Linked DNA regions of Mus musculus: regions 1, 3, 4, 5 and 6 are each linked to region 2. A link is a contact called in public Hi-C, HiChIP or PLAC-seq and promoter capture Hi-C data. All regions are on one chromosome and are shown on one strand. Each heading gives the region's core, a stretch centred on a gene start, on an enhancer-like site or on the middle of the called end of the contact. The rest is flanking DNA. Distances are from core to core; before and after follow the strand shown.

The links. Promoter capture Hi-C pulls out the DNA fragments that hold promoters and counts their contacts. Hi-C and Micro-C count contacts between places; a contact is called where the count stands out from the background. HiChIP or PLAC-seq counts read pairs in DNA pulled down with a chosen protein or histone mark.
Region 1: a contact with region 2 is called in a promoter capture Hi-C map of hippocampal neurons, with 6 times the contacts expected there. The contact joins the promoter of Wbp2nl here to the promoter of Ttll12 in region 2. A contact is called at or near these places in 3 of 39 promoter capture datasets (cranial neural crest, embryonic stem cells and hippocampal neurons) and 4 of 115 datasets of contacts at active chromatin or transcription factors (T-cell acute lymphoblastic leukemia, double positive thymocytes, large pre-B cells and 1 more).
Region 3: a contact with region 2 is called in an HNF4G HiChIP or PLAC-seq map of pancreatic cancer cells. The contact joins the promoter of Naga here to the promoter of Ttll12 in region 2. A contact is called at or near these places in 4 of 39 promoter capture datasets (the 3T3-L1 cell line, HPC-7-derived erythroid cells, embryonic stem cells and 1 more), 6 of 115 datasets of contacts at active chromatin or transcription factors (T-cell acute lymphoblastic leukemia, bone marrow-derived macrophages, double positive thymocytes and 3 more) and 2 of 9 other capture datasets (adipose tissue and liver).
Region 4: a contact with region 2 is called in a Hi-C map of CD8 T cells, with 10 times the contacts expected there. The contact joins the promoter of Phf21b here to the promoter of Ttll12 in region 2. A contact is called at or near these places in 1 of 39 promoter capture datasets (embryonic stem cells), 1 of 484 Hi-C or Micro-C datasets (CD8 T cells) and 3 of 115 datasets of contacts at active chromatin or transcription factors (embryonic forebrain, pancreatic cancer cells and stem cell-derived neural progenitor cells).
Region 5: a contact with region 2 is called in a promoter capture Hi-C map of 3T3-L1-derived adipocytes, with 5 times the contacts expected there. The contact joins the promoter of Cyp2d22 here to the promoter of Ttll12 in region 2. A contact is called at or near these places in 5 of 39 promoter capture datasets (3T3-L1-derived adipocytes, the HPC-7 cell line, cranial neural crest and 2 more) and 1 of 115 datasets of contacts at active chromatin or transcription factors (embryonic hindbrain).
Region 6: a contact with region 2 is called in a promoter capture Hi-C map of hippocampal neurons, with 5 times the contacts expected there. The contact joins the enhancer-like site here to the promoter of Ttll12 in region 2. A contact is called at or near these places in 5 of 39 promoter capture datasets (the 3T3-L1 cell line, 3T3-L1-derived adipocytes, embryonic stem cells and 2 more) and 2 of 115 datasets of contacts at active chromatin or transcription factors (embryonic forebrain and neural tube).

The regions. Positions count from the first base shown.
Region 1 is chr15:82,297,625-82,301,177 of GRCm38.p6, forward strand. It overlaps Wbp2nl (WBP2 N-terminal like), which reads left to right and starts at 1,360. Exons shown (of 6, transcript NM_029066.1): 1 at 1,360-1,444. The coding sequence starts at 1,383.
Region 2 is chr15:83,593,060-83,596,462 of GRCm38.p6, forward strand. It overlaps Ttll12 (tubulin tyrosine ligase-like family, member 12), which reads right to left and starts at 2,098. Exons shown (of 14, transcript NM_183017.2): 1 at 1,890-2,098. The coding sequence starts at 2,051. It overlaps Gm52182 (a long non-coding RNA gene), which reads left to right. Exons shown (of 2, transcript XR_003951515.1): 1 at 1-234; 2 at 1,278-2,387.
Region 3 is chr15:82,337,237-82,340,998 of GRCm38.p6, forward strand. Naga (N-acetyl galactosaminidase, alpha) reads right to left here and starts at 1,590. Exons shown (of 10, transcript NM_008669.4): 1 at 1,516-1,590; 2 at 1,002-1,078; 3 at 151-286. The coding sequence starts at 1,017. It also overlaps a transcript of Pheta2 not described here.
Region 4 is chr15:84,854,372-84,857,675 of GRCm38.p6, forward strand. It overlaps Phf21b (PHD finger protein 21B), which reads right to left and starts at 1,758. Exons shown (of 13, transcript NM_001081166.2): 1 at 1,294-1,758; 2 at 368-433. The coding sequence starts at 1,347.
Region 5 is chr15:82,378,938-82,382,526 of GRCm38.p6, forward strand. Cyp2d22 (cytochrome P450, family 2, subfamily d, polypeptide 22) reads right to left here and starts at 1,323. Exons shown (of 10, transcript NM_019823.4): 1 at 1,141-1,323.
Region 6 is chr15:84,652,885-84,656,317 of GRCm38.p6, forward strand. No RefSeq gene overlaps it. Among named protein-coding and RNA genes, the nearest start is that of Prr5, 26 kb to the right of the region's middle. Within about 2 kb of position 1,502, at least 223 of the 459 cell types and tissues checked have an H3K27ac peak or open chromatin away from gene starts, as enhancers often do. A contact at or near this core is called in 3T3-L1-derived adipocytes, embryonic forebrain, embryonic stem cells and 1 more, where this site is marked.

The sequences.
Region 1 (3,553 bases), core at 110-2,609, 1.3 Mb before region 2:
CACTAACATTCAAGTGTGGAAGGTCAAGTCCAAAGAACACAATCATCTTGCTCAAGGTTTTATTGACCATGACAGGAGTGGCTAGATCAAGATGTTTGCCGCTGTATACTATTTCTATTAAATTTTCTTTTCTTTTCTTTTTTTCTTTTTTCTTTTTTTTAAAGATTTATTTATTATAGGCCGGGTGTGGTGGCGCATACCTTTAATCCCAGCACTCGGGAGGCAGAGGCAGGCGGATTTCTGAGTTCGAGGCCAGCCTGGTCTACAAAGTGAGTTCCAGGACAGCCAGGGCTATACAGAGAAACCCTGTCTCGAAAAAACCAAAAAAAAAAAAAAAATTATTATATGTAAGTACATTGTAGCTGTCTGTCTTCAGACACACCAGAAGAGGGCATCAGATCTCATTACAGATGGTTGTGAACCACCATGTGCTTACTGGGATTTGAACTCAGGACTTCTGGAAGAGCAGACAGTGCTCTTAGCCACTGAGCCATCTCTCCCATCCGTAAGTTTGAGTCTTAATTCTAGTAAGTCTTGTATGTAAAAAATTATCTGTGCTAGGTGTGGTGGCCCATGCCTTTAAACCCAGCACTTGGGAGGCAGAGGCAGGAGGATCTCTGTGAATTTGAGACCAGCCTGGTCTACATAGTGAGTTCCAGAACAGTTAGGGATACATAGAGAGACCCTATTTACAAAAACAAAAACAACAAAACAAAACAAAAATCTGAAATCAGCACATGTCTTACAATGATAATATATCTATTATTTGACAATTTTCATTTCTTCACTGACACAATAACACTCTAGAATATCTTGAGTAATAGATTGAGTGGGACACCTACAAATGCATCCAAGAATTGGACCCACTGAAGGTTGAAATTCACTGTCCACTTCCTGACCTAGCTCATCTTTTTGGATGTTCTCTCCCAAGACCATTGGTTCTGTCCTAAGCCCTCTTTGATGGAAGGAAGCTCTGGTCTTATAAGAGTGGAGAAAATGTAGACCCTCACCCTGAGTTGGTTTGGGGGTTAATCTGGACTAAGATTTTGGGTTAATGGCTACTTTTTAAACCACTAGCTCCTAGCAGGACCAAGGCTGGTTGTAGGCCTAACATGACAGAGGCTAGTCACCCATCCTTCAGACCCTCCCCGTTCTAGGGGTAAAGCCAGCTCCACGAACACGCCCCTTTTCCTCACCCAGGCTCTCCTCCTCTGACTTGTGACAGCTCCTCTTGTGACAGCTGCCCACTCAACTCCAGGGTTTCTGCGCCATAATCTCCGCCCTCTCCTCAGGGACCCGCCCACTGCCTTGCAGGCCCCGCCCCTTTCCATTTGAAGAGCTGGCGGCGGCGGAGGCGGCGGCGGGAGGAGACCTAGAGCAAGATGGCAGTGAACCAGAACCATACAGTGGACCGCCGTTGGGCCGCCATCCCTCATGGTGAAAGGTGCCTGAGGGGACTTTCAGGCTGCTGTCAAGGAGGGAGGAGATGCTCAGGGTAGATATGTGCGCTAGAAAGCCCTCTGCGAATCGAGGGCTTTCCCGCCCTTTCCTCGGAGCTCCGCCCCTGACGTTTGAACGCATGCGCCAGCGGCCAAGTCCAAGAGCCTGTGGCTAGGCGCGTGCGCGGGTGCGAGGGGCGCGGGCATCCTCAGAGGAAAGGCTTGAGCGAGGATTGTGTGAAGAGTGTGCCAGCCCTTGCATTGCTGGACAGCTTCCAGTGGCTGTGTGCGACTTTACGACTTTAAGAGGGTGACAGTCACCCTGAGGGCCCTGGGTGCGCCTCAGGCCACCAGGAACAAAGGGGTAGGCGAGTTGGAAGAAGGGCTAGGATGTGGAGTGTAGGTAACTAATCCAGAATTGTCACAAGCCTTCCTCCACCCACCCACCCCCGGAAGTGCCTTTTCTTGGTTGCTTCAACCTAGGATATTGTCACCTTTACTGAAAAGACTGGGAACAAAATTAGGGGGGACCGAGGAAGACATGGCATTTCCAGTCGCTCATGGTGCTGGGGCTTCTCTGTCAGGAGAAGCCCACCTCTAGGCAAACTTAGTGACTTTGACACATGTCCTTTAATCTACCCCTCACCCACTTTCCTTACCCTCTGTCTCCGCCTCTTCTGGATTCTGCCCTCGCTCTGCTGATTTCCTTTTATTTCTCACTTAGCTGTGAGACTCATTCAATGATGTGCTTAAATAGAACTCTTGAGGTCAGTTCGAGACCAGCCTGATCTACAAAGCGAGTTCCAGGACAGCCAGAGCTATATTGTAGAAAGACTCTGTCTCAAAGAAGAAAAGTCCCGGTTTTTTGTTCTTGTCGTTGTTCCTTTAAATTTTTAGAATCTGTGCTCTTGAATACGTACCGATCATTTTCACTGAATAGCTAAGCATAGCAAGGATTCTTTGTCTTGATAACTGCACTGTCTGCAGTGAGCCGTTTCCCTCATTTCACAGGTAGGCATATGAGAAATAATTTGCTCAAAATCATTTTCAGTGCCCATGGGAACGCCTGGACTTGGATTTGAAGTTATATGCTATGCATCAACTTCTCTTGCTGTTTTTTGTTTTGTTTTGTTTTGTTTTGGTTTTTGGTTTTTTGAGACAGGGTTTCTCTGTCTCTTCATCAAGGAACAATCAGTTCTCTACCTTTCTCAGATACAAACGACAGTAAGGAAAGAGTTTGAGAGGAGGAAAATTGATTCTATTTTTAGTTTTCTTTATAGTTATGAGACACATTTGGGAGTTCAGTTACAATTGTGGTAAGTTTGAATGTGATGAAACGAAGTCTTGCTGTTTATTTATTTGGCTAGGGCTGGCCCTGAACTTGTGATTCTGCCTTAGCCTCGCAGTGAATGTAGTACTTAGACAACGACAGCAAAATATCCCAGAACACCTTAGATTTGGGGTTGAACAAGTATTTAGTCACACTGAAACACCAACTGTTGGGAGTAATAATAACATAGATATTGACAAATGAGAAGCATCCCCAGTGTATTGATAAAAGAGGAAGTAAGTTACAAAGAGGTTGGTGGTGGTGGGGAAGCCTATATTTCAGTGATGAGCAATAATTTAGTGATTTTCGAGTTGGAGGTGAAGTGTCTTGTTTCTATCTTGCCTTAGCATGGACATGTTGAACATTTTCTTTCTTTCTTTCTTTCTTTCTTTCTTTCTTTCTTTCTTTCTTTCTTTCTTTCTTTCTTTCTTTCTTTCTTTCTTTCTTTCTGGTTTTTCGAGACAGGGTTTCTCTGTATAGCCCTGGCTGTCCTGGAACTCACTCTGTAGACCAAGCTGGCCTCAAACTCAGAAATCCGCCTGCCTCTGCCTCCCGAGTGCTGGGATTAAAGGCGTGCGCCACCACGCCCAGCTATGTTGAACATTTCTAATCTAAAAGCCCAAAATGCTCCATTGAAGCCAGGTGTGATGATTTGAGTCTACTGGGAATACAGATGCACCCTCCATACCTGGCTTGTAGAGAACTTGTCATCATGGCTGAGAGGTCATAAACGTATGGGCCTGGCTGTGTTGTAAAACTGGATGATGTCACAAACCAGGAGAAA
Region 2 (3,403 bases), core at 848-3,347:
CTGAGTGAGGGGAGGCCTCAGGTCTTCCACACCCCCAGCCTTTCACCCCAGGTCTTCTGGGGGACAAGCAGGCCCAACCTGAAGCCTGGCTTGGTTGTTCCTCTGCTTTGGCATGGAGGGACCAACCCCCACCTGTCAAGCTGTAAACCCCTAGGGAGGTGACCCCAGTGGATGTTCCTGAAAGTGGGAGGGAGTGTGAAAACACCCCCAGTCTTTTCTGTGGAGCCCTCTGAGGTAAGGAACCAGAGCTGATTGCCTGCTTGGTGGGGGAGGGTGGCTCTCTACAGGCAGGGATGCAGTCCTGCTGAGCATTCCCTCTGGGCCTTGTGGCAGGTCTCACTGTGGTGACTCAGCTTTGTCTGGAATGGCTCAGGAGGGCCTGGGGAAAAAAAAAAAATGGGTATCCCTGACTAGGCCACAGCAGCCCAAGTGAGAAGGGACAGGACACTGGTGGAGTGCAGTGGCCTGTCATTATCTTCTGCACCCCCTCAGGGAGCCAGGTGCTGGTGTTTCTCCATGCCTGCTTTCCAAATCAGACAGCTTAGGTGGGGAGTCACCTGACCAGGGAGAGTGCCCCTGAGTGGGGTCCCAGGGCATTCCAAAAACAAACAAACAAACAAACAAACAAAGAAGCCCAGCCCTTGCAGCATCTTGGGTACCCTCTTATCGTCACTAATAAATGGGGGTCCAGTTCTACCTCAGCACTGGCCTGAGATCAAGGCAAGTCTGCAGAAAGTAGCAGTGCGGAGGAGGGCCCAACACCACGTGAGCAGAGAACTTAGTGACAGGGAGTAAGTAACCCTCTGTAAGGAGGTGCCACTGACAGATGAGCCTCGACCAATGATGTAGTAATATCTGATAATCAGACTGAAGTAGAGAAATCACTTAATACTCCACCTACCAAACCGGTCACTACAGCTGCTTGCCCTGGGGCTGACGGCCAGTTATAACCTCACGGTATTGCCCAGGACCATCAACAATGTAACACTAGCACAAGGCTGGCTCCTCCTCTTTTACTGTCCCACAGGGCTAAGGATTGAGGCGCCTCCCAACCGCCAGCATGCTATAGTGAGCTGCAGTACAGCCCTACGTATAGGCTTAACCAGGAAATATCTGGCCCATACACAGTGTGGAACTAGATCAAAGAGGGTAAGCCTACCCCATTGAGAGGCACCGGGGAATCCTAGCTTTTGGACTCTCCCAGTCACCTGAAGGCTTAGTGGGTCTCAGATAGGAGGTGGTGTCCTGTGAAAAACCAAGCTCTTGCTTCGCAAAAGACCCTCCGCCCAGCCTAGCAGCTGCTGTCTTCATCACCCAAACCCTGTTCTCCGACGGAAGAAGCCGGGCACCCCGTGGAAGCCTAGCTCAGGTGAAGGATGGAGCCATTCTCTCAAAAGATGGGGGAGACCTTCTAAACCCTCTCTTAGCGTCGTCTCCATGTCTCAGGGCCTCCATTCTCTTTAGTGTACAAAGGGAGACCTGCTACTCACGCCGTGGGAAACAACTCCACAGAGTTCTACGGACTAAGCAGAGCTGCACAGAGCTGACTGAAATGATGCCGGTGTAGCTTGAATCTAACAGGAGCTCCTGCATCCGCCGGAGCCTCAGTTTCCTCATCCGTAAGTGGAGTCGCGAGTTCTACTCTTAATATATCAACCGAGGCGTTGGGATGCTGCGAGCCAAGCGCATGCCGGTTTGCAGGTCCCTGCGCATCCTCGGCGGGCCCATAACCCTGCAGGATGGCGGCACAGGCGCATCTCTCGGCCTGTACCCTTCTGACTCCCAGGTACATCCTGCTCCTGAACTTATAAGTGGCTCCCCTTCAGAGCTGCTGAGCTGTGCTCCCCACTCGACCGCATAGCCTGCCCGCAGCCCGTGCCATCTCGTACCTCGTGCTCCAGCTTGTGCAGAAGGCGGCCCCATAGTCGCTCTGGGACTCCCGAGGCGCGCAGCGTAGGGCCGTGCAGCGACACGAACTCGTCCAGCAGCCGCGCGTTCAGCCTCTCGGCGCGGCCGGGACTGCCAGGCTGCGGCCCGGACTGGATCTCCATAGTGCTCGGAAGAGCACGGCGCCGCCCACCGCAGGATTTAAGCGGACGGCGCGCACGCGCCTGCGTCCTGGGTTGCGAGGTTCCAAGAGTGCGCACGCGCGCTGGGGGCGTGTCTTCTCCATTCATCCCAGGACTGCCGCGAGGGATTCTGGGAACGCTGCTTAGAAGCCCCAGAGAGTCAGAATCAGGAGAGATTGTCCTCAAGGAGCCGGTGAAGCTGAGATGGGGAGGGGGTCGGGAAGAGGCAGAAGGTGCTCCCCCTTGCGCTGGTTGCAATCTTGTTTCGCCTGAATTTTTTTTTTAATTTTAGTTTAAAATTTTTATTTTTTTATTTTACGTGTGTGAGTGCTTTTATTTTACGTGTATGAGTGTGTATGTAAGTGCATATATGGCTCATGAAGGTTAGGAGACTGCGTCAGGTCCCTTGGAACTGGAATTACACATGGGGTGCTGGGATCCAAACCGGGTCATCTGCAAGAGCAGTTAACTACTAAGCCATTTTCCCAGACTTGTTTTGTTTTATTTTGTTTTGGTGTGTGTGTGTGTGTGTGTGTTTGTGTGTGTGTCACAGCGCACTTGTGGAAAGCAAAGAACAAAACATTGTAGAGTCTGTTCTCTTTCCATTTTTATCAAACGCAAGTCATTAAGATTGCATGGCAAATGCTTTACCACTGAGCCATTTGCTAGGGCTTGGTTATCATCATCATATTGCCACAGGGTCACATTCAGCTCAGACTAATCTGACCAAGAAACTCACTTTGTTTCGAAGGCTGGCCTTGAACCCTTCCTCCCTCCACCTGTCAAGCATTGGGAGACACCAGCGTGTGGGGATCCTAGTTATATCTCAAAGGTGGACAGATCTTTCTAGGGATTGGAGGAGCCTTCTCAGTCCTTGGAATGCCTTGTTGAATTCAAAGGTTGTGATAACTTGGTGTGCCATCAAAAGGGTTATTCCACAAGTGCAGAGATCAGCTTGCCTCTGCCTCCCAAGTGTTGGGATTAAAGGCATAAGTTACCACCTCCAGCCGCTTTCTTGCTTCCTGTCTATCGAGGAAAAGAGAGCCCTAAATTCAGAGAAAGACTCTGTCTCAAGAAATTAAGCAGAGAAAGGCAGATGAGGATACCCAATATCTTCTTTTAGCCTCCACTTGCACATGGCACACTCCCTCCCTGTATGCATGGACTCATATACCCACAAGCCCTCAACAATCAATCAATGACTGCATGGATCATTTCATCATATAATTTGCTAGATGGAGATGAGATAGAGGGTAGTTTAAAATTTTTTTCAATAGATGTATGTGATGGTTTGAATATCCTTGCATAAGAGAGAGAAACTGTGAGGACGGGGC
Region 3 (3,762 bases), core at 340-2,839, 1.3 Mb before region 2:
AGGTCATGGGGCTAGGTGTCAGATACATTCATTCTGACTCTGCATTTTTCTATTTAAAAAAATTTTTTTAAAATTTTTGCTGATGAGTGTCTTTCACCCACTGACCCACTGACCCCATTTTGTTGCCCTGGGTAAGCAGATCTTACTCACCTGATGCAGTTCTTCGGGTCCTCCACACAGTCGATGTTACAGCGGAAGCGTTCCCAGGCCAGCCAGCCCATGGGTGGAGTCCGCAGTAGCCCATTCTCCAGCATCAGTACCTGAGCCACCAGGGCCAGTAAGAGCACTGAGGGGGAGGTGGATGGTGACTTGTAAATGGTTCCTACAGCACCCCACCCCCCAACCCCAGTCATCACCTCAACCCCTCCAGCCCTTCAGCCCTCCCCAGGTACAGGCCAGTAGGGTTAGAGTTGCCTCAGCCTGTGAGTGCAGTCTGGGGGGGGGGGTACATGGGGCAAAGTAATGTATTCAAAAAGCTGTTGCTACAGACTGGGAATCAATGGAACGGACCCCTGAAGTCATGTCCTTGATATACATGAGACCAGATGCCCTCTTCCCTCCCTCCCTACACAGAAATGACAGTTCATTGTGGACTCTGGGTTTCTGAGGCCTTGGAGTTTTTGCTCTCCACCTCAGAAAGCCTCAGAAGGGCCTAAAGGGGTTGGTCAGGGTGGACTTGTACCCAGCTGCTCACCTACACAAGCCCCTTCCTCTTGGCTTTCAGCTTCCTTATATATAAATTACCACACCCACATGACAGGGCTGCTACAGCCCGCCAGGATCGGGTAAGATAGGACCTATACACTGGAGCAGGGCTGAAAAAGGAAGTGGCCTCTTTGGAGGGGAAACGATTCTGAGGTGTGGGGCATCTCCTTGATTTTCCTGGCCCAGCTCCAAGGAGAGGCACACTTCTCCCCACATACCCCCATCAAGAAAGAGGAGGGCTGGGGCTTCCTCGCCACAGTCCTCCCCTGCAAAGCCACCTGAGTAGGTGAGGGTACCTGTCTTCTGCAACATTGCCTTGGAGTCAAATCTCAGGACCCACTCGAATCTGCTCTTAGCAGCTTTATATGCTGAACTGTGGAAGATAACAGATGTTATGTATCCCACCGGGCATAGTGGGACCCACCTTTAATCTCAGCACTCAGGAGGTAGAAGCAGGAGGATCTCTGAGTTCTGGGCCAGCCTGGTCCACATAGCCAGTTTCAGGCCAGCCAGGGCTACTAGGTAGAGAGACCCTATCTCCGAAAATAAAAGTTACGGATTCCACATTTGGTCCCAAGTCGCTTTCACTACCCTCACACACTCCTTCCCTACCCTTTACTTCCCGGAATCTAAGCTCTTCTTTTAGAACTACAAATAGTCTAGGACACTTTGCCCAAGAGCGGTTGTGACTGGTTCTAGGAATACCAGGAAGAAGGAAGGCTATAGGCCATGTCCGGTTCCAGGTCCCCGTGTGGGTTCAGATTCTCGGTTCTTAAACATCGCAGGCCCAGGGTCCCCCTTGATTCTTACCCTCGCGCTCGCTCAGTCCGCGGTAAGCCGTGAAAGCCCCCGTGGCGGCCGCTTGTACCTATAGCGACCCGGGAGGCGGAATGTCACGGGACAACCCTTCTTGAGCAACCAATCAGAATCCCCTAGCAACGCCGTGCCCTCCCTCTATGCCCCAGCTCCCAGCCTCCAAAAGCTCCGCCCATCTAAGCTCGCGTTCTGCGCGTTCCCGAGGCGCGCTCCCGTGGGAAGTCGGCTTGGGCGCCCTGTGCGCGCGCCGCTGTGCCTCGGGTCTGGTTGGAGTCCTCCGTCCTCCGCCCCAGAGGGCGGGGGTGGTGGCCCGCACTGCCCGTGCTCAGTAAGTAGCTGTGCAGTGAATTCCTACAGAGGGCGATACCTTGCTCTTTTTTTGTTTGTTTGTTTGTTTGTTTGTTTGTTTTATTTTGTTTTGTTTCTTCGAGACAGGGTTTCTCTGTGTCCTGGAACTCATTCTCTAGACGAGGTTGGCCTCGAACTCAGAAATCCACCTGAAACCTTGCTCTTAACCACTCGAAAACGGTAGTGAAAGAGGCTGGGTGGGGTTTCAGCTCTCGAAAGGTCAGGAGGCTGCCCCCTCCACCTGACACCCAAGGGGTTGTTCGCCCACCCACTCCCCAAATGTATTTATTCATTACTTATTCATATGTTAAACACAGGCTAGGTGCCAACCACTATTTCTGGATGCCTTTACACCGATGATGATCATAGCTGTCCCCTCTCCGAATCTGTGCCATTTTCCTCCTATCAGGTAATGGCAAACCGACTTCTCTGCCAATCTTTTCTCTCAGCCTTTACATGCAATTGTCCAAAAATTGATTCCTGCCTTTAAATTCCACCTCTCATCCCACCCAGTAACGCTGGCCTCATTACATATTGCCTGGATGATTCGGAGACAGCCCTCAAGGGCCTCCTTTGTCCACCTTACTTCTCCAAGGCAGCCAAGGCAAACCTGAAAACTCAGCTCTGTGGGCTGGTAAGATGGCTCAGTGGTTAAGAGCACTTAGTGCTCTGGCAGAGCACGAGGGTCCGTCTCCAGACTCACATGCCAGGGGATCTGATGCCCTCTTCTGAACTCTGAGGCCACCAGGCATTCACATGGTGCACATACAGGCAGATAATCGGGCACACACTTAACCTAAAAAAACGAACCCAACCCAGCCCTGGTCTTGTCTCTCTGAAGTCTGTGTGATGGCTACTCTCTTAGTTTGGGGAAATGGTGTTTCTAAACCCCACCCTCTACCTTTTGACCCTATTCCCTGCCGTCATCTTCCTCATTGCCCTCCTTGTGGCCCCTCAAACACAGCCTTTGAACCAGCTGTGCCTTCTGCTTAGAATGCACTTCTAGATATGGGCATAGCCGACACCCTCATTTCCCTTAATTATATGTCCAAGTGAGGTCTACTCTGCCCATTCTTCTATTTAAAAACGGCAAGCTCTCCCCTCCCTCCTCAGGAAACTCATGCTGTATTCTCCCCTTACCCACCCTCCCGCGACCTTCACCTTGTAACACATTTACTCTAGTGGATACTACTAGTTGAAGAAAAGTTAGTGAACATTGCAGCCACCAACCACCACACTCCCCCCTTAAAACATCCAGCAAAATGTAGGGTATGCTTGTTTACATTGTGAGGTCAGGGAGGAGACCTCAGAGCGGACAGCTGAGACCTAAATGTCAAGGAGCTCTAAGTGGGGGTAGGGTGAGAGGGGAGGGCCGGCTGGGCTTCAGGAACTGCAAAGCAAGGGTTGAGGTGGGAATCCACAAAGCCCGTGGGCAGGCAGGCAGGCATTTGAACACAGTTGCATTCAGGGCGACTACGGGAATCCTGGTCTCCTATCTTATTAGTGCTTTCCCCGCAGCCTTCCCTGCAAGCCTATGGACAGACTCCAGGTAGAGCCTCAGGACCACAAGTGGACTGCAGACCTGCGTTGGTGGGTGATAGAAGCCGAAATGGCCAATATCTAGAGGCAGAGATGGGGCTAAGCCAAAGACTTGGTTGAGAACCTTAGCAGGGTTTTGCAGGATGTGTAGGAGCTCGCTTTAGGAAGCGCCCTATCTGATGATTTGTCTGGTTTGGCTCTGCACGCGCGAGAGGGAAGAGAGGGGCGGATCGGGGAGATACTGGATGGGCTGTAAGGGGAAACTTTTGGGGGAAAAAGAGCACTCCTTATTCTTCTTCGGTGTAGAGCTGGAGGCCTGTGGGTAGCCTGAGGTTGGGCTTGGGGTTCGAGACG
Region 4 (3,304 bases), core at 508-3,007, 1.3 Mb after region 2:
GCGGGCCTGAATTGCCGCCCCCTTGTGTCCCCCTCCCACCGCAGCAGGGATCAGGGGATGCCGAGGCCGGGGAATGTCCACGTTCCCAAAACATGTCCACCGCTCAAGATGGACGCCGGGCAGCCGGCGCCTCGGAAGGTACGGCGCAGATCTTTGGCCGGCCGCCGGAGCCTCGCGCTCCCCTCAGCCACCACAAATCAGCTCTTTCTATCAAGAAAGGGAGGACGGCAACTTTGAGGACTGCAGCCATAACCCCACGGGAGTCGGAGCGTGCGACGACCGTACAGGCACTTTTTAGGGTGCTGCCAAAGTGCCCGGCGATCCTCCCTGGACCCCGGTCCCCTGTGGGGGATAGGCCCCTCCTTACTTGTTTGTCGCTGAGCGCTGCGATCCGTGGCTGCCTTTCGTGGAGCTGCTTCTTGAGGTCGCCGTTCTATGAAGACACAGAGGAGCGGGCTCAGCCTGGCCGCCCCGGGGGGGGGGGCGAGCAGGCGAGCCCCGAGCCCCGCATCCCCACCACCCACTGCCTGGCGGACCAAGCCGACCCCAACGCGCCCCAACTTTCCGGGACCGCTTTCCTCACACGGGCCACCGTGCAATGTCGCGCGAAGCAGCTTACCTGTGGCTGCCGCCTCATTGGGGCAGCTCCCGGGGCGGGGCGGGGGCCGAGGCCACCCGGCGGCGCGCCCCGAGCCGTGCAAGTTTGCAGGCCGGGGTGCGGGTGCGAGTGAGTGTAAGAGTGTGTGCCGGGGGAGGGGGGACGAACAAAGAGCCAAGTAAACACGGCGAGTCCGTGTCGAGCAAAGCTCATAAATATTCAAGTCGCGTCCTAATCTCCCCAACACACACACGCGCACGCCGCAATATCACTCGGGCACCGGCCGCCTCTCGCCGGAGTCACAATCGCCAAACTACTTTTGCTAACAGTGAGGGTCGGTGCCGGGCTGGGCCCGGAGCAGGAGGCTAGGAGCTGGCCGGTCCATGCACCCTGTTCCCTGGGCAGCTCTAGGAGGGTCCCCTTTCCGGTCGCCCGAGTTGTGCAAACGGGGCAGTGGCAGAGAAGACGCCACGCTGGGGTCCCACGAACCCTGGATCTGCAAACAGTGCTGGATCGCACGGAAGCGAGGGGGAGAGGGAGAACTAAGGGTTCCATCCCAGCCCCGGGACATGTTCCAGGAAGGGGCCTGCTTCCAGCACCCCTGAGACCAAGAGTTAGATACGGAGCTTCGATCCCTCTCGCCTCCACTCCCCGGGCCACTAAGGCTCCCCGGTCCAGTATCCGGGACTACCTACCTGGTGGCGCGCGAGTTCCACCGCGAGCGCCTCGGACCGGCTTTGCAGCTCCATCGCCGCAACTTGGGCAGCACTTTGCGCTCACTTTGGCCGGAGCTCGCAGGAAGTTGTGCGGCTCGGCGGGAACCAGACCGGGAGAGCTCGGATCCGGTGTCCCGGGCACAGAGAGACACGAGTTCCCTCCTGCAGCGCCGATAGGAAAGGAGGCTGACGAGAGGGAAGAAAGGCGAGCTGGCGCCCAACTCTTCCGGCTGCCGCTAAGTTGCGCCGGGTGCCCGGGCTGCCTGCGCCGCCCGGCGCATGGCCCCCAGGCGCCGGGAGCCCCGCGCAGCCCCCCAGCGCGCGCCCTGTCGCCGCCCGCGCCAGCTGACCGCCGGCAGGGACTATATTTCCTCCGGCGCGCGCGCCTGGATCTCGCTGGGGCCGCGGCAAAGTTGTGCCTCGGCACGATGCTAATTCGGCAGTGCCCGGATGGAGCGGGCCGGGGCGGCAGGAGGCGGTGCCGGGAACCCGCTGCCCGCCCCGCCCCGCCCCGCCCGGCCCGCGCGTGCGCATTGCGTTCGGCCCAGCGACCAGGCTCAGGAAACAAAAGTGGCGGCTGAGCGGAGCGCAAAGTCGCGGCTCTGAGATCTGGGCGCCCGAGCGATCTCCTCGGTGCGCAGCCGAGAGCACGGGGAGCAGGGAATGCTTTCACAGTCCCACTCCCGGAGCGACAATTCCCGCAGCAAACTGAGATGCCACCCTCCTGCTTCTTGCACCTCCTCCCTCCTCCGCTTCCCCTTCTCGCCTCGCTCTCCGGTTTTATTTAAATCACCCGGTCCTCTCCCGCAGCGCCTAGCACTGAGACTGGGGAACTAAATCAGTCCTGTCGCCGGAGTCCCAGCGCCTAATGGCCGCTGTGGTATTTAAATAGTATGAAAACTGATCTCTTGATTGGTCCTTTAATGATTTTTTTTACACTCACAATTAAACTCTCAACAGATGTCCCTAGACTTTTTTTTTTCCAGACAGTTGTTAAAAATCGTAAACACGACAGGTCAGTGTGACATAAAGCAATCATAACTACAGCTGCGGAGATGACATTTCAGAATTCCCAGTCCCGGGGCCGGGGTCAACGTCTCAGAGATTACTGCGGCGGAGTTTCCTGTCCTCATCAATTAATGTCGGGGCTTTGTGCCCTGCTGGGCGCTAGCACACTAGTGTGTTTCAAAGAGGCCAGGGAAAGGGGGGCCTCTGTGTCAGAGTAACCGTGAATTGATAGAGACTCATAACTAACTCTTTCCGTGGGTCACAAGAAAAGGAGGAAGGAAGGAAAGAAAAGAAAACTCAGGCACACCAGTCAGAAATGTCTCTTCAATGGATGCCAACAGTCTACATATTTCCTTTACCCCTCAGGAGAAATCTCTCTCTCTCTCTCTCTCTCTCTCTCACACACACACACACACACACACACCAGAACACCAGTGTTGTTAGAGCCATATACAGTATTGGTCACAGTCGACAAAGATGACAACGATCTAACTGGCTGACTAAACTGGTTCCTCCCACTTCTGGGTTAGACTCAAGTCAAGACAATGTCTCCCACTCCCCATTTTTTCTTTCAACCCCCCCCCCCATTTTGTAGTTAGAGGTGCAGAGGATCCAGGGGCTGGAGCATACTAGGCAAGCCTCTGTTACAGGAGCCATGCTCAAAGCTCCACTCATGTCTTTTGCTGGGGAGGACAGCAGCCTAGGTGAAGACTGGTGTTTGGAGGACCAGGAGGGGCATGTGCTGGCCAAGAGACTCCCTCCTGTGATTTCTGTAAATGTCATTGGCTTTTGGCAAAAACTCAGGGTTATCTTTCTGGCCATGTGGTCCTTTCATCAACAGGGTAGACTTTCTGGCTTTCCTTGGCTAGTACAGACTCTAGCAGATGCCCACCGAAGGAGATGTGCCTGGTCGGATGGTGACGACCCAGTGTGGTTTGTAGTTTTGCCCACTGTCGATTGATTTAGGCTTCAGTAATGATCA
Region 5 (3,589 bases), core at 73-2,572, 1.2 Mb before region 2:
TAAGCAGCAGGATTGCATCAAGTTCAAGGCCAGCCTGAGCTACGGTATGGAATCTGGTTTAAACCCACGAAACCAACAGCTGGGAAGGAAAGCAAATCTCTAGAATAGTCTGTTAGTTAACATAGGCAAGAACTGTAGGACACTTGGTGCGAGGAATGCTTGGCTGTTTACAGAGAGAATACTCCAGTGTCTGCTGCTGCCCTGACACCCACAAGAACTGGGTGGGCTGCTGGGTAGGGACAGCCATGATAGAGTACAAGGTATTAACTGTACATTCTAGTTGGTGATAGAAAAAAAAAGGGAATTTCTACACTGAACATACAAGGAATTTCACTCCCTTTTTTTCTATCCTTCCTTCCTTCCTTCCTTCCTTCCTTCCTTCCTTCCTTCCTTCCTGTTTTGAGACAGAGTCTCACTATGTAGCTTTGGCTGTTTTGGAACTCACTATGTAGACATGTAGACCAGACTGTCATAGAAACTCACAGAGATCCTCCTGCTCCTGCTTCCCATGTGCTGGGATTTTGTGCCCAGCTCAGTGTAGATTTTTTTTCCTAATTAAATGGGGGTGGATCCTCTAAGCCAATCACTGACAACAACATCCCAGTTCCAGGGGGTGCAGCAGAGTTTGTGAGGTCCAGGGTCCACTCACCGTCCCCACCCTCTTTTCCCCACCTTCGCTGAGCCCCAAAGGGCAAAAAGAGAGGTCTTCGGAGAGAGGTCTGGTTTGCTTAGGTACCGCCTGTCCCTGATAAGGCTAGAATGCACGCCAAAGGGCAGGTTATGCAAAGGTCCAGGGTCAGGCTCCACTCTGCTTACTATAGGACAGAGATTCTCAGCCCTGCGGCCTGGCTACAGGCGGGTTCCCAGGCTCTGTGTCTTAGGGGATGAGCCCTTCAAAACCTGCCCTCTATCAGACTCTAGGAGGTTCTAGCATCTTAGCCTCAGCTTGGGACAATGGAAAACAGTTTACTCGGAGGCCCTTGGAGGTTCCCCTCTGCCCACTCCAGCCCCGCCCAGGGGGAGGGACTGCTACGCTCCAGTGCCAAGGTAGCCCCAGCGCAGGGGTTGGGGTGGGGGCCCGCCTCGCACCCCTTGTACAGCGAATGGGCAGACCCGCAACCCTGCAACCCTTGCCTTTACCGGTGCGTTCTGAAACTCAGCCGAGGAGAGGCAAGAGGTGTCTGGAGCCTCGCAGGAACAGGAGGAGTAGGAGCTCGAGGAAAAAGGGCAACTCAGGAGGATTCACTCTGAGGTGGAGGGGGAGTTGTGAGGAGCAGCAACTCTGAAGAGGAGGGCACGTTCTGACGGGGAGGAGGAAGAGGAGGAGGCGGGAGAGGAATGGGGTTGGGGGGGGGGGGAGAAGAGGAGGCGGGGGAGGAGGGGAAGGAGGCGGAGCAACTCTGAGGAGGATGATACATTCTGGGGAGGAGGCTTCCACTCTGAGCATGAGGGGGACACTCTGAGGAGGCGGATCCACTCCCGGGAGGTGAGACCGATTTGAGGAGGAGGAGGAGGAGGAGGAGGAGGAGGAGGAGGAGGAGGAGGAGGAGGAGGAGGAGGAGGAGGAGGAGGGGGGGCCTTCCTGGGAGGAGGCACTGCAACGAGGAGGCGGGGCTCTGAGTAGGAGGCTTCAGCCCTGACAGGTCCAAGGTCAAAACCTTGCTATCTCCCCCAGCACCCAGAGAGCCCCCTGGGACTTAGCTTGTGCTCCCAGAGGGATTAGGGACCACAGTGAGCGACAGATGGTTCTTGTGGACACTGAAGACAGAGGGAACTGCAGTGAGAATGTAAAAAGCAGTCATTCATTCACCCTTTACACACACGGGGATCATGCTGAGATTAAGAGTTAATTTTTCATCAGTGACCACAGAGACCGGAAGACCACACACAGGATAACACACGCACATCCTGAAGAACATCATCCACATGTTCTTTGTTAAGAATAAAGAAATGTCCTTCGGGAATTAAGTAGTAAGCAGGTCATTTCCAGATAAATGTAGAAGGTCATTGGTGTCAGTGGACTTAGCATACAGGGCGCAGTAGAGGGAGTTCTCCATGCTGAAACGAAGTGATGCTAGCCAGTTAACTCACAGCCATAGAAGAAATGAGCACAGGGCGCAGTAACAACGCGGTAAAAGTGCTAGCGTGCTTCGGGTTGTAAGGCCTTTCTTTTTGTCTGTATGCCTGAAAACCGATGCATAGAACACCAGTTACAAGTCTGTCTTCATGAGTACAAAACATATAAACATGCTATCTGTGGCAAAGATAGTATAGCGGGGAAGGGTGAGAGACTAGACGAGATGTCCTGTGTCTGTATACTACAGAAGGTAACTTGTTATTCAAATAAGGTTTTTGTAAGTTTAAGGTGTTGTTTTATGCCTGGCAGCTCACTGGTCAGCTATCCTGGGATATGTAATGTGGCAGTAACAGCAAGGGAGACCCTGCCTTAACAAGGAGGGAGATGAGAACGGAATCCCAGATGTTGTCCTTTGACCTCTCTAGATGGCATCTCCCCCAACTCCATGTACACACCCTAACAATAAGTTTTAAAAGATGCTGATTTAATCCCCAAAGTAAATAATGGGAATCAAATAAAATAAAAAAAAATAAAACAAATAAAAAAAAATAATAAAACAGAGATGAAAGGAGGGTCAAAGAGGAACACTAAGATACCACTTACACAAGAAGGGCAAGGGGAGGGGAGGGGAAGAGGAAAGGAATGCAGAAATAAAAAGGAAACAGAAGAGGCGATGTATAGCTGTGACATGAACACTTGGATCAACAGTGACTTGGGGGGGGGGAAGGATTGGTTTCAGCTTACACTTCTAGGTCACAGTCCATCATAGGACAGTCATGGCAGAAGCTGAAGCAGGCACCACAGGGGATTGTAGCGTATTTTTGTAAATGTTGCTTTTTGCTTCCTATTTTTTCCTTTATATTCTTACCAATACTTTGTGAGTTCTTTTATCTGTCTCCTCACAATATGTTCTCTGGCTCTCAGCTCAGCTTCTCCTGGCTCAACTGTCACCAACTGTCTTCTCAGTCTGCTAGCCCAATTCACTTTCAACTGTCTCCTATTTTCACTCTTCAAAAATCTCTTCCCCTCTCTAGCCCTGTTCAGTTTTCTTTCCTCCTGCATCAACTGTCTTCTCTGACTCTACTCTTCTGTTTCCTGGACCTTACTTCTTCCTACTCCCCAATCCTAATACTCTCTCTCCCTCCTACAACTACTCTCTCTAGCTCCTTTCTCTCTGCTCTATTGTACTTGAAATCAAGCCTCCCATTCTGCCTAGCCACAATGGTAGCCACATGTCTTCCATTGTTTCTTTTTCTTTCAAACAGTCTGCCACATTAGGTGCCAAATGTAGCTTTTTGTAAGTGCTTCTTTTTGTTCTTTAATTCTTTTTCTTTTATTTTTAACAGCTACTTTGTATGCTAGAAGATCATTCTAAAATACCATCTTCCCTTTGCATAATGAGCCTACTAGGAGGATGAGTAGAAGCCAAATAACTAAAATATAGTCCAGTTTGGGATCTATGCAATCCAAATATGCATATTGGAGTCTCTTTTCTATTAAAGTTAACCCTTT
Region 6 (3,433 bases), core at 252-2,751, 1.1 Mb after region 2:
CTGTCTCAAAAAACAAACAAACAAACAAACAAACTTTAAATGCCACATTTCTCTGGGGCCACTAAGAAAGGCCAGTGTAAGAAAGGGTACAAGGATGGAGGTCCAAAGAAAATCAAGCAAAGCCCAGAAACTCCAGATCTGAGCAAGGCTCATCCCATGTAGGAGACAAAACGAAGGCTTTGGATGAAGAGCTAACCGGGTGTGAAGACACACAGGCTGTCAGGTAGACGGAGGTCTGGGGGTTCCCTTGTGGGGCATCTCCTTCCCCATCCCCGGGTTTTAAGCAGTGCAGTGGCAGAGGGTAAGATGGGGCCTAGAATTCAGAAACAGAGCTGGGAGTCCCGCAGGGTTATGAGTTTTCATGCTCTTAGATTCCAGGAATCCGCTCAGTCGAAAGGTGAAGAATCCAGTGTAGCGACCTCCTCAGCCACACAGCCAGCTCAGCCCTTCTGTGCCAGGGCTGGGGAGGGCTGACTGAGGACATGAGGCTCCGCTCAGAGGAGAGCCCAGGCTAATGAAAGTCTTTATCTGGCTCAACTTGGCTCAGCTAAACCCTGACCATCAAGTAGGCATTATAGGCTCTGCAATAAAATAGATAAAGAAGAGGCGGGGTGTGGGGGTGCTATCTGGAAATCAAAGTCAACCTGAACTACATGTGACCCTATCCCAAGAAATCAAAATAGAGTACCCCCGCCCTCTGGTTTTTCCAAGACAGGGTTTCTCTTGTAACCTTGGCTGTCCTGGACAGGCAGATAGAGTTCAAGGCTAGCCTGGTCTACAGAGTGAGTTCCAGGACAGTCAGGGCTACATAGAAAACCCCTGTCTTGAAAAAGGAAAGAAAGAATTCTAGGGTTATGGATATATAACCATCTAAGCCATCACACAGAATCTATAACTTTGTGAGGATCTCAAGCAACCCAAGATAGCTTTGACTCTGCTCTATAACCAAGAAGGACTTTGAACTCCTGGTCGGTGCTGGGACCCTACCTGGTTTTATGCCATGCTGTGGGTGGAACTTGGGGCTTTGTGTGTGCTAGACGAGTATTCTACCAACGGAGCTACAGCCCCAGCCCCAGAATTAAAAAAAAAAAAAAAAATTTTAAGGACAAATGTCTTCAATAGATGCAAAAACGAATAATCCTCAAACAAATTAAAAAAAAAAAAGGGATACCCCACCAACCGGTAAAGAAATTCCAAGAACGTATAGACTAACGTCACAGTAAATCGGAAGCTTTCTCCAGCAGCCCGGCATAAGACATGGATCTCGGCTCTCCCCATTCCCCCCTTGATCCGGAAGCGCTAAACAGCCTGTATGTTGCTCGCGTAGGAAACCTAGAAGCGTTCTACAGAGCCCTGGCTCTGTGGATAAAGCACCGAACGGACCCGTTGAAAGGTCTGGGATGCTGACGGCAGGCTGGCTGCAGGCTCTCCAAGAAGCCAGCCATCTCAGGCCAACTGCGCCTGTGCTGACTCTACATGGAAACCTGAGAGCAGCCGCGGAAGGACAGATTGCTGGCAGGATGCCAGACCACAGCCTTCGTCACTAATCCCACCCTGGGACACAGGATGTGGATGAGTGGGGGGAGGCGGGGCGGGGCGGGGGATGGGGCAGCTGCCTGCCGGGCTTTCTGAGTGTGCATGGAGGAGGGAGCTTAGACTCTTTATCATCAAGTTCTATGTCTTGGGGTGGGGGAGGAAGAGTTGCCGGCCAGAGCTGTTCCCATGGGGATGAAGGAAAGGTGCCCATCCTGGAACCAGGGTCCTGATCTCCTCATCCTCTCAGGCTCTTCTGTGGGGACCCAGGGTGGACACTCACTGGCAGGGCAGCTGAGGACTGCAGGATGACACTTTCCCAGGAACTGTAAATCTGTGAGCCTGCTGTTGAGGGAGACTTTCCCTCAGCTCTCCCTAGCGGACAGAAGCAACCCAACCCCTATGGTAGCAGTTCCCAGGCTATGGGGGGAGGGGAAGTCGCATTGCAGATATCCTGCATAGCAGATATATTCCATTACGGTTCATAGCAGTAGCAACATTACAGTTATGAAAATTTAAGTTAAGCATCAACAAAGCAATCTTAAGGTTGGGGATGACCACAATGTGAAGAACGAAATAGAAAGGCCACGGCGCTAGGAAGGTTGAGAACCACCGCATGGGCTTCCAACATCACAACCTTGATCATAGCAACTGGCAGAATTAGCGTTTAGGCCTCGCTCACCCTGCTCTTCAGCCCTGCCCTTCAAGCTCTTCCGAGCAACTGGGAGTCCTTCTGCATTCCAACCCCAGCTTCCCAGCTGCAAGGCTTCCCTGTGGGCTTGTTACTCAAGTTAAGGTCTGGGCCCTGGCAGCCCCCCCAACAAGCCAAGCTCAGCAAACTGTCCTCGACAAGCCAATTAAAGACAAGCAACACGCAGAGAGGAGAAAATAGGAAGTTTATTCAACATAGCCATGTTGGGAAGGTGAACGCAGAGGCCCAGGGACTGCTTCCTACTCAAGGCCATCTTCTGTGTCCTAACAAGATATTTAGGCTGACATAAAGGGGAAGAAGTGTGCATAGCCAGGCAGTCCTGGTCCAAGCGGGGCCCCGCCTACCATCATTGTCTGCGTCTAGTCTCTTCTGCAAGGTGGTCTGATAAACTATGAGGACCGTGCAGAATCTCTTCCTAGGATGCAAGCTCCTCCTTGGGTCAGCTCTAGGAGTCAGCTTTGTTCTTTTCCCAGTGTGAAACCCCTGGGAATATCAATATCCCAGAATCGTGGGGTGCATTATCTCCATAGTCTGACAGCCAAGGGGAGGGGCTCATGAGTCTGTTCGGAATAGTTTTTATCCTGACAGATTGTCACAAGCTCAAGGGTAGACGTGGGGGTGCGGGGGGCAATGTGGAAGCCTTCAGAAGTCCTGGGCCTCTGAGGAGTTGCTCGAAATATGACATTTGGCTTGTGTTAGAAGGGAAAAGCTTCCTGGTATGAGCTCATCTGGGTGCAGTTCCTTCAGCTGCACCCCAAGATGGAGCCATGTTGCTCAAAATTCCTCACTGGAGGAAATATATGAATAATATCTATCTCTCCCTCCTCACAAGCTCCCAATGACAATTCATGGGTGTATGAAGCACAGGGGACCCCAGCCCATCCCCACTGAGCAGTCTACACTCAACATGGATGATAGCCACTCTGTGTCTGTGAGGAGGGAACATTTTCCCCTTGCATGGGGTTTGGGGTTTTGTTTGTCAACTTGACATACCCTAGAGTTATTCTGCATGAGGGAGACACAATTAAGAAAATGCCTCCATCAAATCTGGCCTGGAGACAAGTCTGTTGGACATTTTCTTGATAGATGATTGAGGTGGGAGGGGCCAGACCTCTGTAAGTGCTGCCACCTCAGGCAGGTGCCCCACCCCCCACCCCCGGTTGTATAAAGAGCAGGCTGAACAAGCCA